3 separate regions of the Macaca mulatta genome follow, and all the other regions are linked to region 3. The links are chromatin contacts, called in public Hi-C maps. All regions are on one chromosome and are shown on one strand. The core of a region is the stretch at or near the end of the contact, and the rest is flanking DNA. Distances in the headings are between cores, read along the strand shown.

What was found. A called contact is a pair of places that touch in the nucleus more often than the background predicts.
Region 1: a Hi-C map of fetal cortex germinal zone shows a contact between it and region 3, with 3 times the contacts expected there. The contact joins the promoter of MYDGF here to the promoter of FEM1A in region 3. A contact is called at or near these places in 2 of 14 Hi-C or Micro-C datasets (CD4 T cells and fetal cortex germinal zone).
Region 2: a contact with region 3 is called in a Hi-C map of fetal cortex germinal zone, with 4 times the contacts expected there. The contact joins the promoter of DPP9 here to the promoter of FEM1A in region 3. A contact is called at or near these places in 7 of 14 Hi-C or Micro-C datasets (CD4 T cells, blood, cortical neurons and 4 more).

The regions. Positions count from the first base shown.
Region 1 is chr19:5,519,531-5,523,865 of T2T-MMU8v2.0, forward strand. MYDGF (myeloid derived growth factor) reads right to left here and starts at 2,960. Exons shown (of 6, transcript XR_013409591.1): 1 at 2,781-2,960; 2 at 1,034-1,084. It overlaps LOC144337035 (a long non-coding RNA gene), which reads left to right and starts at 1,294. Exons shown (of 2, transcript XR_013409628.1): 1 at 1,294-1,423; 2 at 2,162-2,971.
Region 2 is chr19:5,577,371-5,581,538 of T2T-MMU8v2.0, forward strand. DPP9 (dipeptidyl peptidase 9) reads right to left here and starts at 1,966. Exons shown (of 22, transcript XR_013409569.1): 1 at 1,798-1,966; 2 at 622-674. TRNAG-UCC (transfer RNA glycine (anticodon UCC)) reads left to right here and starts at 2,201; the gene lies at 2,201-2,272. It overlaps TRNAV-CAC (transfer RNA valine (anticodon CAC)), which reads right to left and starts at 2,813; the gene lies at 2,740-2,813.
Region 3 is chr19:5,645,505-5,649,473 of T2T-MMU8v2.0, forward strand. It overlaps FEM1A (fem-1 homolog A), which reads left to right and starts at 2,159. Exons shown (of 1, transcript NM_001258156.1): 1 at 2,159-3,969. The coding sequence starts at 2,281.

The DNA of each region.
Region 1 (4,335 bases), core at 1,710-4,209, 130 kb before region 3:
AACAGCAAGCAAGGAAATGGGGACCTTGGTCTTCGAACCACAAGTAACTGAATTCTGTCAACTAAGAGCTTGAAGGAGAGGATTCTTCTCCCAGACCAGAGACTTTTTTTTTTTGAGACAGGGTCTTGCTCTGTTGCCCAGTAGCACAATCACGGATCACTACAGCCCCGACCTCCCGGGCTCAAGTGATCCTCCTACCTCAGTCTCCCAAGTAGCTGGAACCATAGATGCACGCCACCACATTCAGCTAATTTTAAAATTTTCTGTTAATTTCATGCTCTCAGAGACGGGGCATGAGCCACCATGCCTTGCCTGTGATACCTTTATTTATTATTTACTTTTTGAGAGAGTCTCACTCTGTTGCCCAGGCTGGAATGCAGTGGCACAATCTTGGCTCACTGTAACCTCTGCCTGCTGGGTTCAAGTGATTCTCCTGCCTCAGCCTCCTGAGTGGCTGGGACTACAGGCGTGTGCCACCATACCCAGTTAATTTTTGTATTTTTTGTAGAGATGGGGTTTTGCCATGTTGGCCAGGCTGGTCTCAAATTCTGACCTCAGGTGATCTGCCCACCTCAGCCTCCCAAAATGCTGGGATTACAGGCATGAGGTATCATGCCCGGCCTGTGATACCTCGAGTTTGGTTTTATGAAGCACACAGCTGAGCTGACCCAGACTTCTGACCTACAAAGCTATGAGATAATAAATGGGTGCTCTGTTTTAAGCCCCTAAGCTGTGATAACTTGTTACACTACACATAAAATACAACACCCCAACAGATGCTCATGGGGATGGCAGACTCCCATTTTCCATCCCTCCTTTTGTCCAGACATTTGCTTGCTCTGTGAAATAATGACAGCAGAATCTGTCATCACTGTTTAATGCCAATACTCTCCCTTTTTATTGGTTTAGGAAGAATCATTCAATGAGTGTAAGGTGATGTATGTGAGACCCAACCCCGTTGTCTGCTACAGAACATCTCCATACAACAACGGATACTGTCACAGTAAGCTAGAAGGAATTTTGAACAACTCACCTCATTCGTCCCTCCTTGAGAGGCATAAGTGAACATACACGTATATTTGTCCTAGAGAATGAAAGAAAAAGAAAGATCTGATAGAAGGAAATTTTTATTTTGTTTAATAGACGGGGTCTTGCTGTCACCTAAGCTGGAGTGCAGGGGCGTAATCACAGCTCACTGCAGCCTCAAACTCCCAGGTTTGAGCGATCCTCCTGCCTCAGCCTCTCAAGTAACTGAGACAATAGGTGCGCAACCACCACACTCAACTAATTTTCCTTTCTTTTTCTTTTTTCTTTTTTTTGAGGCAGAGTCTTGTTCTGTCACCCAGGCTGAAGTGGGATGATCTCAGTTCACTGCAACCTCTGCCTCCCGGGTTCAAGCGATTCTCCTGCCTCAGCCTCCCATGTAGCTGGGATTTACAGGTGCTTGCCACCACGCTTGGCTAATTTTTCATATTTTTGTAGTGATGGGTTTTGCCATGGGACATGGGGACCCTGGACAAGTGAAAACTTTTCTGAGCCTCTATTTTCTCTCTGTTTCTCTTTTTTATCTGAAGCATTTTCTCATCCGTATCTTGGGCGTAACATATAAAGGACTTGGCATCACACCTAGCTTTAAGGAAGTAGTCAGCAAACCGGCCTGGCACGGTGGTTCATACCTGTAATCCCAGCACTTTGGGAGGCCACGGCAGGCAGACGCCTTGAGATCAGGAGTTCAAGACCAGCCTGGCCAACATGGTGGAACTCCATTGCTACTTACACAAAAATTGGCCGGGCACGGTGGATCATGCCTGTAATCCCATCACTTTGGGAGGCCAAATTGGGAGGATCACCTGTGGTCAGGAGTTCGAGACCAGCTAGCTAACATGGTTAAACTCCCTCTCTACTAAAAATACAAAAATTAGCTGGGCATGGTGGTGCATGCCTGTAATCCCAGCTACTCGGGAGGCTGAGGCAGGAGAATCACTTGAACTTAGGAGGCAGAGGCTGCAATGAGCCAAGATCACGCCACTGCACTCCAGCCTGGGCGACAGAGTGAGACTCCATCTCAAAAAACAACAACAACAAGAATTATCCGGGTGTGGTGGCACGCGCCTGTAATCCCAGTTATTGGGGAGGCTGAGGCAGAATTGCTTGAACCCAGAAGCCAGAGGTTGCAGTGAGCCGAGATCCCGCCACTGCACGTAAGTCTGAAAAAATGAAGTAGTCAAAAAACAGTAAGGATATCATTATTACAGGCGGGGAAAGGGAGGCTGAGAGGGGAAGAGACTTTGCTGATAAGCTGATAACCCTTACAGGGCTGAAGACCCGGCCTCACTTCCTCGGTGAGGGGGGATCTTGTGCAACGGAAGGAAGAGGAACTTCCTCCCTCGTCGGAGCTGCAGCGACTGACTTCCTTCAGGCCCAGGAGGGCAGATGCCCCTTAGCCTCCTGCCGCTCCCATCACTGCCCCCTCCCCACCTCTGCGTCTGGAGGGCAGGGCTGCCTGGACACTCTAGGCAGGTGACAAGTGATCACGCCCCCTCAACGCCGCTGGCGCCCACAAGGCACAGCTCCCCATGAGTTCAGTCCTGCCCCAGTGGTGACCCCGGTCTCAATGTGCCGCGCTCACCAATCAGCCTCCAACCCTAACAAACCGCACCCCTTCCTCAGTACCCACCTCCGCGGTCCGCGCCCCTTCCTCAGGCCACGCCCCCAGTGCTCCGCGCCCCCTCCCCCGGCCTGCCAGCACTCGAAATACCCGGGACGGCGGTGGCACGTACCCCCGGGCCCACGTTATGGGAGAAGGAATGCACGACGCCGCCGGGCCGCACGTCAAACGCCACCGTCGTGGGCTCGGACACCGCCTCCGCCGGGCTCAGCGCCACGGCCCCTAGGAGCAGCGCAGCCCACAAGCTCGCGCCTACGCCGTTCCACCCTCCGCTGGGCGCCGCCATGTTGGACAAGGGTCCTCAGGGCAAGGGCGGGCGGACGGGGCGCGGCGAGGGACACGTGGGGCGTCCGCTGGAGGCCACGTCGGCGTAGGCTGTATCACGTGACCTGGCGCTCCCCGCCCGGGGCCGCCATCTTGGGGGCAGGACTTTGCCGAGGGGCTGCTTCCCCCTAGGGACCCTGCGTAACCGGGCGGTCATTGGAGGGTCCCTCAGGTGGTAATGGAGTTCGTTTCGGGGGCTCAGGATCCCTCACCAGCCGTGTCGCTGACTGCAGCTCTTTCAGTTAGGAAATGTACAGGGAGTGAGGGAAATCGAAGGTCACCATTAAGCGAACTTCTCATAATCGTTGCAGTCAAGATGTGTGTGCATCGATATTCAAAATTAGCGGGGGGAAAGTAGGATGAGAAGCAAGATACTTGCTTTTGTTTCCCTCTTGTTGGCCAGGCTGGAGTGCAGTGGCGCGATCTCGGCTCACTTGTAACCTCCGCCTCCCGGGTTCAAGTGATTCTCCTGCCTCAGCCTCCCGAGAGGCTGGGACTACAGGTGTGCACCACCACGCCCGGCTAATTTTTGTATTTTTGGTAGAGACAGGTTTTCACCATGTTGGCCAGGCTGGTCTCGAGTTCCTGACCTCAAGTGATCCGCCTCCCTTAGCCTCCCAAAGTGCTGGGATTACAGGTGTCAGCCATCAAGCCCGACCAGCCTGTGTATTTGTTTTTTTTTTTTTTTTTTTGAGACGGAGTCTCACGCTGTTGCCCAGGCTGGAGTGCAGTGGCGCGATCTCGGCTCACTGCAAGCTCCGCCTCCCGGGTTCCCGCCATTCTCCTGCCTCAGCCTCCTGAGTAGCTGGGACTACAGGCGCCCGCCACCGCGCCCGGCTAATTTTTTGTATTTTTAGTAGAGACGGGGTTTCACTGTGGTCTCGATCTCCTGACCTTGTGATCCGCCCGCCTCGGCCTCCCAAAGTGCTGGGGTTACAGGCTTGAGCCACCGCGCCCGGCCCTGTGTATTTGTTAATAGGATTATGTGGGTGTTCACTTCCTGGCTTTGATAAACTGGCTTGTCCTAGGGTTACAGACGATGTTCACATTAGGGGCAGTTGGATGAAGCGTGTTAGGAAACCCTACAGTTTCTGCAGGTTTTTTGGGAGGCTAAAATTATTTCAAAATAAAAAGTTAAAAAGAAAATAATCCCTACCTCAAGGAGTTGTTGGGAGGATTAAGTGAGGGAATGAAGTTCCCACACCAGGACGAATCAACTAAGAATTATATATTCTAGCTGTTGCTATCATTAGATCCCAAGTTTTGGGAAGTCATTCTTTGATTACAGACGCCTTAACATTTTAAGAAAACACCAGTGGCCAGGTCTGGAGGGTCAAGAATTA
Region 2 (4,168 bases), core at 716-3,215, 68 kb before region 3:
CAGTCCAGTGGTGAAAAGTGTGGGCTCTGGTCTCAGAGAGAAGGGTTCAAATCCTCACTCTGCCACTTCTGGGGAAGTCCCTGAACCTCTCTGAGCTTCCACTTCCCCAGCAAGAACATGATATGACAGTATCTACGCCTGGGGCCACAGAAGGAATTAAATGAGACTGCACATACACAGCTTTAAAACAGTGTCTGATGTAGCACAAACTAAATGACAGCTAGCGCTGTCAACTAAACAAGCTACTCAAAACCACAGGAAGTGGCAAGACTTAAACTAAAGTCCTTTCAGAGGCAGAATCCACACCATTTACTGACCAGGTCAGGCAGTATAGGGGGATACAGGCACCCCTCCACCAAATCCTGTCGAAATCAGCACTCTCCCCTTCCTCTCCTCAAAGCGTTCAGAAAGCTCCTTCCAGGGGCAGCTAGAGGGGGACAGGGGTGGAAAGAAAAGCCTCCAGCAGGCACACAAAAAGCCGCAGCCACTGCCCTGCAGAGGACAACCACCCAGGGCCATAAAAATCCATTTCCTGACAATCTCTATATTCTAGAGCAGGCATAGGAATCCCACCAGCCCACACCCCAGACTTCCTGGCTGCCAAACCCCAGCACAACTGACCTTCTAAAGGGTCCAGAGAACCTCCATTCCAGCTGCAGGCGTGGGACACAGACCTTTATAGGAGAAACGTGTCATGAAGGTGGCAGGTTAATGGAAGCACCGGTTAGCCATTCAGCCTCCCCCACTCCGGAGCTGCAGACTGCCAGGCCCGATTCTACCTGGCTAGATTCTAGCTCTGACTTCAAGCTCTGCAGCACCGTCTGCATGCCCTGGACAGAATCTGGGAGAAAAGCCATCCCACGGGCCCCGATTCCCCCGGGACCCAGCAGAGGAATGCAGGGATTGGTGCCTACAGTCCACACCTCCTGGGCTTTAGTCCCAGCTCCTCGAAAGCAGGTTGGTTCTTGCCGGGGAGGCAAGTGACTTCCTCCTGGGGCCCCTGGGGAAGACCAGGGGGTGGAGGCCAAGGGAATAGACCGCTTTTGATGGCTCAGAGGCGGTGTGGACAGGGAAGTGTCAGGGCTGGCCTAAGGCTGTGTGGGAAGAAGGTGGGCGTCTGGACAGGCCTGAGAAGGGAGGCTGACAGAAGGGGAATGGACCCTGTGGGCTGGACCCTTGGAAGACAGCTATGCTAACCACTACACCACCAACGCCTCGGCAGGAAAAAGAGTCTCTGGATGTCCTTAATAAAGGGATCAAGTAGGGTTGAGGATCAGGACTGGGTCGGGGGAGACCAAGCCTTGGGGAGAAGGTTGGGGGAAGGGGTAAAGGGGTGAGGACAGGATGCAGGTCGAGGGAGGTGGCCTCTGTGCACATACAGCATTTGCATGGGGAGAGGGAGGAGATCGGGACCTCCAGAGCCTGCACGGAAGGGGAGAGGGTGTCAAGGTCTGCAGCAGCGAGGTCGTTCTTGGGTGCGGCCACCTCCGGAAGGGGTCAGAGCCTGGAGGCCTGGGCAGCAACGGGATGGGTGGGGAAGCCCGACCGGGAAAGGGAGAAACTGGGAGGTGGCCTGGCCAGTGCAGGAATCGGGGAGGGAAAGAAGGTGGAAGGGGGCCTGGGGCGGAGGGGAAACGAGGCAGGGGGCTGGAGGGACCCGCAGACGGGTGCATGGAGGCCCCGGAGTGCGGGGAGGCCAGGCGATGGCGAGGGCAGGGTCAGGGCCGAGGCGGGACCGGTCAATGGCGGGTTCAGGGTCGCGGCCGGGACGGGACGAGGCGCGCGGGCGCTACTCACCGGGACGTGGGGCGGCGGCCGGGCTGGGCAGGTCGTCCCGGGGCCAGCGGCGCCTCACGGTCGCGGCTCCATGCCCGGGACTGCGGCCCCGGAAGTGGCGGGCGCGGGGGACGACAGCGGCGGCGGACACAGGGGACCCGCCGGCTCAGGCACCTTTGACCCGGAAGTTGAGCGGCCCAGGCGGCGGCCTGGGATTGGACACCACCAGGCACGTACCAAGGCGTCCGCGGCGCTTAGGGGGGAACCCCGCGGCGCGGCGTCGGCGGCCGAAGGTGCGGAACGCCCCATGAACGACATCTTCCGGTGGGGTAAGGAGAGACACCCCCATGTGACTTGGTATCATTCAGTCAAGCCCATGATACCCTACTATTAAGGATATCCGGAGATGGCATTTGTTACCGTGGCGTTGGTGGTATAGTGGTTAGCATAGCTGCCTTCCAAGCAGTTGACCCGGGTTCGATTCCCGGCCAACGCAGAAGAGGATGTTTTGCCACTTTGAGTTTACTTATTTTTGAGACGGAGTCTTGCTCTATCGCCCAGACTGGAGTGCAGTGGCGCGATCTCCGCTCACTGCAACCTCTACCTCCCAGGTTCAAGCGATTTTTCCTTCCGCAGCCTCCCAAGTAGCTGGGATTACAAACGTGCGTCACCACGCCCAGCTAATTTTTGTATTTTTAGTAGAGATGATGCGGGGGGAGGGGCGGTTCACCATTTTGGCCAGGCTGGTCTCGAACTCTTGACCTCAGGTGGTCCGCCCTCTTCGGCCTCCCAAAGTGCTGGAATTACAGGCGTGAGCCATCGCGCACGGAATTTTTAAATCCCATAAAACTTTCTAAAAGGCAGGAGGAAGTCGGAAGACAAATAATAGGACCACAATCCAGAACTTACGTTTCGGTGAATTGCAAATAATATTACTTCTCCGGTTAGGGAAAAGAGCAGAGCTGTTTCCGCCCGGGATCGAACCGGGGACCTTTGCGCGTGTGAAACGAACGTGATAACCAGTACACTACGGAAACTGGTAAAGGTTATAGTTCTTTGAACTCTTATATAGAGATGGTGGTGCAGAGCTAGTTACCCTGTAGCACCCCAAAGAAATACTGACTGTGGTCAGCTAAGGCAATATCCGCTCTTCCTGAATACCTGTTATTCCACTTGATACAGTAGAGACCCAAAGAAGGAAAATACGGAAGACAAAAAGAAATCCAATAAACACCCTTTCCAACACACACACACACACACACACACACACACACACACACACGTTTATTACTTTATCATAAATCCACTTTGCATTAAAACAATGAAAGTCAAATGGCCCACAAAACCATCCGGGGTCAAATGAACCTTTTCTTGGTTCATCTCATAGCTAAAATCTATACTTGACATCACATTAGTTTCTGCAGACAGTCACCATTTTGCTTTAGATCAAACTACTTTTTTGTTTTGTTTTGTTTTTTAAGAAAGAGTCTCATTCTGTTGCCCAGACTGGAGTGCAGTGGTACGATCATCCCTCCCTGCAGCCTCCATCTCCTGGGCTCAAGCAATCCTCCCACCTCGGCCTCCTGGGTAGCTTGGACCACCTTGGACCACAGGTGTGGACCACCACGCCTGGGTAAATTTTTTAAAATGCGTTTGGTAGAGACGGTGCCTTCTAGCTGGGACTACAGGCGTGTGCAATCACCCCCAGCTAACTTTTGTATTTTTTTTATGGAGACTAGAGGGCCTACACTATGTGGCCCACCCAGGCTGGTCTCCAACTCTTGACCTCAACGTGATTCGCCCGCCTGCAGCCTCCCAAAGTGCTGGGATTACAGGCATGAGCCACCGCGCCCGACCCCAGCTACACTGAAAAAGAGCTTTCTGAAAAAGAAAAACTGTGCGTGTATGTGTTTATATGCTAAATGCAGGAAATTTAGGAGGAAAAACAAAAAACAAGCCAGACACAGAAGATCATTTAAATGTAATTAAAACGGCTTTTCATCTCATCACCCAGAGCGCGTTACACGTTAAAGCAATCTGGTTTCTCTTTCTTGCCTTTCTCTTTTTTCTTTTTCTTTTTCTTTTTTTTTCTGAGACGGAGTGTGGCTCTTGTCGCCCAGGCTGGAGTGCAGTGGCGCGATCTCGGCTCACTGCAAGCTCCATCTCCCGGGTTCTCGCCATTCCCCTGCCTCAGCCTCCCGAGTAGCTGGGACTACAGGCGCCGCCATCACGCCCGGCTAATTTTTTTCATATTTTTAGTAGAGATGGGGTTTCACCGTGTTAGCCAGGATGGTCTCGATCTCCTGACCTCGTGATCCGCCCACCTCGGCCTCCCAAAGTGCTGGGATTACAGGCGTGAGCCACCGTGCCCGGCCTCCTTTCTCTCTTTCTT
Region 3 (3,969 bases), core at 909-3,408:
CTGAGACAACAGGTGCACGCTACCACGCCCAGCTAATTTTTGTATTTTTGTAGAGATGGGCTATGTTTCCCAGGCGGGTCTCGAATTTCTGGGTTCAAGCAATCCTCCCACCTCAGCCTCCCAAAGTGGTGAGATTACAGGTGTGAGTGACCCTGCCTAGCCAAACCTGTCCTCTTTTTTTTTTTTTTTTTTTTTTTGAGATGGAGTCTCGCTCTGTCGCCCAGGCTGGAGTGCAGTGGCCAGATCTCAGCTCACTGCAAGCTCCGCCTCCCGGGTTCCCGCCATTCTCCTGCCTCAGCCTCCCGAGTAGCTGGGACCACAGGCGCCGCCACCTCCCCCGGCTAATTTTTTGTGTTTTTAGTAGAGACGGGGTTTCGCCGTGTTAGCCAGGATGGTCTCGATCTCCTGACCTTGTGATCCGCCCGTCTCGGCCTCCCAAAGTGCTGGGATTACAGGCTTGAGCCACCGCGCCCGGCCCTGTCCTCTTTATTAAAAATGCATTTTAGCAGGCCGGGCGCGGTGGCTCAAGCCTGTAATCCCAGCACTTTGGGAGGCCGAGACGGGCGGATCACAAGGTCAGGAGATCGAGACCATCCTGGCTAACATGGTGAAACCCCGTCTCTACTAAAAATACAAAAAACTAGCCGGGCGAGGTGGCGGGCGCCTGTAGTCCCAGCTACTCGAGAGGCTGAGGCAGGAGAATGGCGTAAACCCGGGAGGCGGAGCTTGCAGTGAGCTGAGATCCGGCCACTGCACTCCGGCCTGGGCGACAGAGCAAGACTCCGTCTCAAAAAAAAAAAAAAAAAAAAAAAATGCATTTTAGTGTATATATATTGCATCTTGAATACATTTTAAAAATAAATAATTCGGGCCACCAAAGATTTCTGTCTCATAATTCACTGCTGTCAAAAAAATGCCAGGAAATGGATCACCTTACAACTGCTAGAATAGCTATTATCAAAAAGATGAAAGGTACCAAATGTTGGCAAGGATTTGAAGAGAACACTTACGCACTATTGATGGTAATTTTAATTAGTATAGCCATTATGGAAAATGGTATGGAAGTTCCAAAGAAAAATTTAAAAGTAGAACTACCAGATGATCCAGCAATCCCAGTTCTGGGTATTTATCCAAAGGAATTGAAATCAGCATGTCAGGCCGGGCACAGGGGCTCACGCCTGTAATCCTAGCACTTTGGGAGGATAAGGCGGGGGGATCGCCTAAGGCCAGGAGTTCGAGATCATCCTGGCCAACATGGTGAAACCCCGTCTCTACTAAAAATACAAAAATTAGCTGGGTGTGGTGGCGGGCGCCTGTAATCCCAGCTACTTGGGAGGCTGAGGCACAAGAATCGCTTGAACCCGGGAGGTGGATGTTGCAGTGAGCCGAGATTGCACCACTGCACTACAGCCTGGGCGACAGACAGAGACTGTCTCAAAAACAAAAACACACAAAAAAATCCCACGAAGTTATTGAAAGATAAGAAATAATTACGTAAATAAAATAGAAGAAGGAAATTCTGACATATGCTAGGATATAAATAAATGCATGTAAATGAATGAATGAATAAATGAATGGGGGAATAAGAACTGAGCGCGTAATTTTTTACCCTTATCTCTCCCTGTTCTCCCAGCTCAAAACGCTTTCGCCCTGCCTGGCTTTTCGGCCTCCTCTTGGCGCCCCCTGCCGGTGGGCTGCTCACCTATGCTCCAACCCCGAATCATGACTCGCCCCCTCTGGCCGAGCTTGGCCTTCGGTCTAGGTCCTGACTGGCTCAGAGTCGCTCGCCATGCCTTTTGGGAAATGTAGTCCTTAAGGGCATCGTGCAGGCTTTTTCCATAGGCTCTGACGTAGAGACAGCCATGGGAAGTACGTCACCAAATTTCGCCGGTTCCCACAAGCTAGGTCGTGTAGCGCTGCATGACGGGAATTGTAGTTCTCAAATTGCTAACTTCCCCGGTCATGCACTGCAACTGGAACACCAATTTCCATCATGCCGCGCGCTCACAGCTCGCGGGGGCTGTCCTGTGGCCTTTTAGGAAGTGTAGTCTTAATCCCCCATGATTCCTTTTTTGTTCTATGGAGTGGGCCCGCGCAGAGGACTCCATTTCCCGGCGTGCTCCCATTCGTCGGGTCGCGGCAGCCATTTTGTTCCGCCCGAGGAACCCCTAAGATGGCGGCGAGGGAGACGGTGAAGGTTGCCTCCCGCCCGTCCGGGCTCTGATCCTCTGTCTCCCCGTCCTCCGGCGGCCGGCCCATGGCCTGGCGGAGGCCCGAACCATGGACCTCCGCACCGCCGTGTACAACGCTGCCCGTGACGGCAAGCTGCAGCTGCTCCAGAAGCTGCTCAGCGGCCGGAGCCGGGAGGAACTGGACGAGCTGACAGGCGAGGTGGCCGGCGGGGGGACGCCGCTGCTCATCGCCGCGCGCTACGGCCACCTGGATGTGGTGGAGTACCTGGTGGACCGGTGCGGCGCGAGCGTGGAGGCCGGTGGCTCGGTGCACTTCGATGGCGAGACCATCGAGGGCGCGCCGCCGCTGTGGGCCGCCTCCGCCGCCGGCCACCTGGACGTGGTGCGGAGCCTGCTGCGCCGCGGGGCCTCGGTGAACCGCACCACGCGCACCAACTCCACGCCCCTGCGCGCCGCCTGCTTCGACGGCCACCTGGAGGTGGTGCGCTACCTGGTCGGCGAGCACCAGGCCGACCTTGAGGTGGCCAACCGGCACGGCCACACGTGCCTCATGATCTCGTGCTACAAGGGCCATCGTGAGATCGCCCGCTACCTGCTGGAGCAGGGCGCCCAGGTGAACCGGCGCAGCGCCAAGGGCAACACGGCCCTGCACGACTGCGCCGAGTCCGGCAGCCTGGAGATCCTGCAGCTGCTGCTGGGGTGCAAGGCCCGCATGGAACGTGACGGCTACGGCATGACCCCGCTGCTTGCGGCCAGTGTGACGGGCCACACCAACATTGTGGAGTACCTCATCCAGGAGCAGCCCGGCCAGGAGCAGATCGCAGGGGGAGAGGCTCAGCCTGGGCTGCCCCAAGAAGGCCCCTCTACCAGCCAGGGGTGTGCGCAGCCTCAGGGGGCCCCATGCTGTAGCTCCTCCCCGGAGGAACCACTGAACGGGGAATCTTATGAAAGCTGCTGTCCCACCAGCCGGGAAGCTGCCGTGGAAGCCTTGGAATTGCTGGGAGCTACGTATGTGGATAAGAAACGAGATCTGCTTGGGGCCCTCAAACACTGGAGGCGGGCCATGGAGCTGCGTCACCAGGGGGGCGAGTACCTGCCCAAACCGGAGCCCCCACAGCTGGTCCTGGCCTATGACTATTCCAGGGAGGTCAACACCACCGAGGAGCTGGAGGCGCTGATCACCGACCCGGATGAGATGCGCATGCAGGCCCTGTTGATCCGGGAGCGCATCCTCGGTCCCTCGCACCCCGACACTTCCTATTATATCCGTTACAGGGGCGCCGTGTACGCCGACTCGGGCAATTTCGAGCGCTGCATCCGCTTGTGGAAGTACGCCCTGGACATGCAACAGACCAACCTGGAGCCTCTGAGCCCCATGACCGCCAGCAGCTTCCTCTCCTTCGCGGAACTCTTCTCCTACGTGCTGCAGGACCGGGCCGCCAAGGGCAGTCTGGGCACCCAGATCGGCTTTGCAGACCTCATGGGGGTCCTCACCAAAGGGGTCCGGGAAGTGGAACGGGCCCTGCAGCTGCCCAGGGAGCCCGGAGACTCGGCCCAGTTCACCAAGGCGCTGGCCATCATCCTCCACCTGCTCTACCTGCTAGAGAAAGTGGAGTGCACTCCCAGCCAGGAGCACCTGAAGCACCAGACCGTCTACCGCCTGCTCAAGTGCGCACCCAGGGGCAAGAACGGCTTCACCCCTCTGCACATGGCTGTGGACAAGGACACCACAAACGTGGGCCGCTACCCCGTGGGCAGATTCCCCTCCCTGCACGTG